Linked DNA regions of Sus scrofa: region 1 is linked to region 2. The links are chromatin contacts, called in public Hi-C maps. All regions are on one chromosome and are shown on one strand. Each heading gives the region's core, a stretch centred on a gene start, on an enhancer-like site or on the middle of the called end of the contact. The rest is flanking DNA. Distances are from core to core; before and after follow the strand shown. Region 1 holds the start of TCF7 (transcription factor 7). Region 2 overlaps LOC110259481 (a long non-coding RNA gene).

Region 1 (2,700 bases), core at 130-2,629, 53 kb before region 2:
CTGGGGCCACTTACCAGCGGGGGCTGCGGCTGGGGGTGCTGCCCTGCTCCCGAGGGGGGTGGGTAGTGCATGAGCAGATTGAAGGCGGAGTAGACGGTGTCTTTGTACATGCCGCTGGCGCACTCCGGGGCCTTCAGGCCTGGAAAAACCACAGCTGGTCAGACGCGCCAGCCAGGGCGGCCGGGGCTGAAGGTGGTCTGCTCGCTCCAGAAAAGAATCCCAAGTGCCAAGGGGGTCCCCTTCAAGGTCGTGACCTGAGGGGCTGGGGGTACCCTCAATGCCAAGCTTTGGCCAAGTACTGCGATTCGGATCTCCTCGACTCGACCCCCCACCCGGCCCTCCGGCCAAGAAACCTGGGCCAACGCTTTCTCCTCTAGACGGGGGATTAGCCAGTCACCTGGGCAGGAGGGGAGGCGGAGATGGCGGGGGTCTGTTTACTCCTATAAAGGTCAGGGCACCGGAAGTGACTCGAGCCCGGCGGCGCCCGGGAAACCCGCCCCCCACTCCCCCACCCCCTCGGTTTTACCGCCTCCTTGAGCTGCAGTTGCGAGGGGGGCACCCCTCGGCTCCCTCCCGCCCTCTGCAGCCCGGCTCTCCCACCGAGGCCGGGCCCGAGCGTGAGGAGGGGGGCCGGGCCAGGCCGGGCAGAAACTCACCATCTTCCAGAGACTCTGGAAGTTTGTCGGAGAAAAGTCTCTGCGAAGTGTGTTCCCGCCCGAGAGCCTGCGGGGAGATCCAGAGAGGCCTTGAGAGGGCTGGGAGAGCTGGGGGCTCGAGACCCCGGCCAGGAGGGGTGGGATGGGTGGTGATCCCCGAGGGTCGCGGGAGGGAGGGGCAGGGCAGCGCGAGCCGGGCGCCGGGGGCAGCCGGGGGGGCGGCGGAGCGCGGCGGCCGCGGGGGAGCAGCGGGGCGCGGGCTGGCGCTCACCTCGGCCCCGACCTCGGCCTCGCCGCGGGCCCTGGCGCCCGCCCCCGGGACCCCAGCGTCGCCGGCCGCGCCCTCGGACTCATTGACCAGCGACGACTTGAGCTCGGCCAGGTCGCGCTCGGGGCCCACGGCGCTGTCGCGGCTCTTGTCGTCCTGCTCCTCGCCCTCGTCCTGGAAGGCCAGCAGCTCGTCCGGCGCGCCGAGGTCGTCGCCGCCGCTCGCGCCGCCCCCGCCCGAGTCCAGCTGCGGCATGGTGCGCTCCGCCCGCGGGGGCGCGGGGCGCGGGGCGCGGGGGTGCGGAGCCGGCCCCGGAGGCGGCGAGCCCGGAGACCGGACCTCCGAGCCCGGAGCGCGGCGGGCGGAGCGCGGGCTGACTCCGCCTGGGCGGGCTGCGGGCGCGGGGCGCGGGCGCCGGGCTGAGCCTCTCCCGGAGCTGGCGGGTCCGAACATCAAAGGCGCCGCCGGCGGAGTGCCGGGGGCGGGGCGGGGACGCCGGGGGCGGGCCTGGTGGGTGGGCGGAGCCAAAGAGCCCCGCCTCCTCCTCTCCCGGGAGAGGCCCCGACGCGCCCAGTGGGCATAGTCTTAAAGGGCTCGCTCTCCCAGGCGTACGCCAGTGAGGTGTCCCAGTTGCCTGAAAAGCATCATCCTTCTGAAATGCGGGGACTCTAACGAAGATTCTTGACCCTGCTTCTTCAACAAGGGAATCTCTTACCGCGCCCAGGTTTCCCCACCAGCCGCAGAGGGCGTGGGTCCCACAGGCTCCTGGGGTTTGGGGGTGATTTGGAAACGGAGCCAAGCTGTGAGCTGAATCTATGCCCCGGTTCCAATATGTCCGGCTTGGAACTGGGGGCATCCTAGAGCTTGGGGGTTGCTCGAAGCAGTGCTCAAACCCCAGGACTCCTCAAAACCCCATTCTCTGGCGCATCGACCAGTCCTTTGCCAATCCGGGACCTCCTTCCAGGTCTCCCGCACACTGCACGAACGCCAGCATACACCCCTTCACAGATGTATTGAGTGCTTGTTGCATGTGGGGCTCTTAATCTCACACATCTGTGGATGGGTCCCTCAACCATGTGGCGGCCCGAGGCGCGAACACAGCCAAGAGGCATAGCAGCAAGTATCCCGCCCAACCCCATGCAGTTCCTCCAGTCGTACCCCCACCCCCGCCACGACGACTCTCTCAACTGCGTTCCAAGCCTGGAGCCCGAGCTACGTTGGCCGCGGGATTCTAAAGAGGGTCGGTGGTCCCAAGCAATTCAACCGGGAAGTCGCATTCCCGCAGAGCCGATTGACTCCGCGGGGCTCAAGCGGGCCCTCGCAAGATCTAGGCTGCCGCGTCCGTAGCTAGAGGAGAGCAGGAACGTGCACCAACTTCCATATCACCACCAGGCACCTTGGGTCATGTCCACACGGGTCTCCTGAGCACACTTCTGGCATCTAGAAAAAATACTGGCCCTTTTGGATCCCAGGGCAGCAAACCGTAGACCCCAGCAGGTTTCTGTGCTGGATTCAGGGTAGACTTTCCCACGTCTCCCGAGAGCAGTTGGGGCAGAGGGTATTTAGCAGGGGAGAGCGTCTTGGACGCTTGTCCGGTTCAGTCCCACAGGACTCCAGCAGCCGCGCAAAGCCTGGCCGGAAGAGGGCTGCGCCGCCCCTGCGGGTCCAGGCCCAGCCGCGTTGGCTGTGGATCAAAGCGCCAGGGCCGCCCTTCTCTGCATTCAGATCCTATCTCTATTCGCCCCGGGGGGTGCCTCCCCCCCACCTCAGGGCTGG
Region 2 (2,929 bases), core at 207-2,706:
GGACCAAAGAAGTATGTGTATAAAGGAAACGAGGAGGTGTTGCAGGGTCTCTCCTGCCTCCCTGAGGTCAAATCGCCCAGCAGGTGCCACAGCTGGGTCTAATTCCCATCCCTACACCACTCCCCAGGTCTAGGCTCCAACCCTCCCAGGCATGTGCTGCCCCTGGCCTGTCTCCTTTGTGGCTCTTGACACCGGTTATCGCTCCCCACCCCCCCAGCTCTGCCCCACGCAGTTGCACCAGACGGGATCCTGCCTCTTTTTGCTCCTCACTCACAAGCACAGAGGAGGACCTAATAGCTGTTTGGTCAGCAACAGGGCAATGAATAATGAAGGACCCATCAGAGGGACGCCGGGGGAAGGGACCTCTGAGGTCCCCCAGTCCACTTTCCTACCAAGGCCTCTAGTGATGCAGCAGCTACTCCCAACCAAGGCAGCTCACCTGCCCACTCCTGTGCAGAGTAAGTGGCTTCCTTGGGTTCATCCCGAGCAGGGCCATGGGCTGAGGCCTTTCCTGGGTCTGGGGTCAGTTCAGCGGTAATTGAGGAGTTTGGGGGCAATGAAACCCCTCCATTTCTCCAGGCCGGAGAGATCACCCCTGCTCAGATTTGCCTCATCCAGTTCCAGCAGGTCAGCCTCACCCTAACCACCACGTTGGCAGCATCAATTAAGCATTAAAAACAAACTAATTAGTACTTCGGGGGAGCTTCATTCAGAAAATGACTGCACCGAGGAGGTGTCTCATTGAGAGCGGACTTAATTAAAAGACACTTGGTAAATTCCTGTAACAGACGAAGACAGCGCTTTCCAGAAAATGCCGTAATGGGAAGGGTTTACTACATGCATCAAATGGCTATTAAATCTTTAATATCATAATTCCTTAAGAATGCCATTGTTGGTGACAAACAGCAGTCTTTGCAACAAAGGAGCCAATTGTTCCTCCCTCTTAGTTTTGCAAACTGCAGGAAGTCATAACTTCTCTGCTGGACTCTGTTCTGCATATTTTTAATGCCCATGAGTAAATGCCAATGCAGGGTGGAATCCCCCATCAAGATAAAAAGGGAAAGAAGCACTGTTCCTGCCTGGTTGACGTGTGGTTTAGGAAGAACGCATCTTTCCCAGGTGAGGCAGCAGGGGTCAGGTGAAAATCCGCTACAGCAGGTGGGCTGTGATCTGGCAGTGGCACAGAGATGCTGGCTGCGTTGCCCAAGTTGTCCAGCAAACTGGAGGTTGGAAGGAAGAACCTGCCCATCTGTGCAGGAAGGCCTAGCCCCCTTCCTGCCCTGGAATGTGGCCTCAGGCAGGTGGCATGGAGCGCACAACCTCCACGCCACCCTCACTCAGAGGGCTTCTTCCAGCCCCACTTTGCCACGCACTGAGCTTCTTCCTACAGGATGGGCACCAGGCCTTCTCCCGGAGCACTGGGCCCTGGCCAGGCTCAGGGGAAGGGCATAGGGAGTGGTGGAGGGCTGGGCAATGGCCAGTAGAGCCATGGGAAATTGACAAAAGGCAGAACCTCCCAGGCTTGTGGGGGGGGGGCGTGATGGTGAGGGGGATGGCGAATAGAGTAGGGGCCGGCTTAGAATAAACTGAAATTCACCTCTCTACTGACTGCCTGGGGGGCGAGGCAAGGACTCTGCTTCTGTTTCCCCACCTGCCAAAGCGGTGGAAAGGTCATGAAAGCCTCGGTTTGGAGTCGTCGGCATGATCTGAGTTTGCCTCCTGCTTGGTTAAGTATTTTGCATTTGGGGTTTGGAGCCTGTTCCTTAACTTGCAACACAGGGCAGCGTGGCCCTGGGCCCACGGGTCAGAGTTCCCGAGTCAGCACATCACCCTGCCGGCGCCGGCGCTCAATATGCTGTGTTGCGTTTCCTACTCTCTGCTGCAGGCGGAGGAAAGGGAGACGGTACAGCTGGCATCACACCCAGCTGGTGCGCACCGGGCACCGGCCGACTGACTCAACAAGGCTCTGACAAAGAATCAAGCCCTCAAAAGGGAGCTGAGAGGGCACGGCAACTTGCGGGGATCTGAGCCCACACCAGAGTGCACATGGCTCTGAAACAGCCCTTGCGGTGGAAGAAGGCTGGTTCTGGGTGGCCCTGACCTGGACAAGCACCCTCGTGCTTCCCTCCCACCCCGCGCAGTGGGCACGGCAAGGGCTGCTCGTAGACTCTGACACCGGGCTCCACTTCAGAGCACAGAGCTCTATGGGACCGTGGGAATCGGGGAGCCCCCGCCGCCCCGCATCAGCTAGATGGGGGAGCCTCAGGCCCAGACAGGGTATTTCAGGTTCCCCTCCAGAGAGCCCTGGTCGAGTCGGAGCCAGGGCCCGGCCTCCTGGCTCCTGTCCCGGACTCCGACACCTCACTGGGGCAGTCCGGGCAGCTGCCAGCCCTTTTGGCACCTTGGACAAAATCGGACGAAGGTGCTCGGTCCTCCCAGCTCGCGGGGGGCGGGGGGGGGAGGCGGTGCCGGCTGGATGGCCGCCTCCCTGGCTCCTCTGAGCGAGCCCTCCTGCAGCGCACAGCCCACGCACTGCACGCGTGGGCAGCCAGAATCCTGCAGGCGTCCTGCGCGGGGGATGGAGAGACGGGCGCGGCTTCCCGGAGCGTCCAGCCGCCACCTCCCCACTTGATTCCTCCGCTGCGGGGGTGGGAGGTCTTTATCCAGCTGGGTCCCACCCCCTTCCCCGCACCGACTCCCCGCCCCCTTGCCCAAAGTCCCTTCTTCCGTGTGCTCAGGAGCGCGCTCATCCCTCATTTGATATAGTTCTCATATTCCAGGTGAAGACTTTTTTTTTTTGAATCCTGTGAGTTTTTCCAGGAGTTTTAAAAAAAGCCCTCTATTTTACTGAAGGATCGTGGATTCACAACGTGGTGTCAAGAAGTTTCTTAAGTCCGTTCTTATCAGGACAGTTGGGCCTTAACCGCCA

The links. A called contact is a pair of places that touch in the nucleus more often than the background predicts.
Region 1: a Hi-C map of undifferentiated spermatogonia shows a contact between it and region 2, with 2.0 times the contacts expected there. The contact joins the promoter of TCF7 here to the enhancer-like site in region 2. A contact is called at or near these places in 1 of 5 promoter capture datasets (liver) and 6 of 47 Hi-C or Micro-C datasets (embryonic fibroblasts, epiblast stem cells, liver and 2 more).

Annotation. Positions count from the first base shown.
Region 1 is chr2:136,421,419-136,424,118 of Sscrofa11.1, reverse strand. It overlaps TCF7 (transcription factor 7), which reads right to left and starts at 1,379. Exons shown (of 10, transcript XR_002341911.1): 1 at 928-1,379; 2 at 657-723; 3 at 15-139.
Region 2 is chr2:136,368,523-136,371,451 of Sscrofa11.1, reverse strand. All of the region lies in intron 3 of LOC110259481 (a long non-coding RNA gene), which reads left to right. Among named protein-coding and RNA genes, the nearest start is that of VDAC1, 49 kb to the right of the region's middle. Within about 2 kb of position 1,456, at least 9 of the 83 cell types and tissues checked have an H3K27ac peak or open chromatin away from gene starts, as enhancers often do. A contact at or near this core is called in liver and undifferentiated spermatogonia, where this site is marked.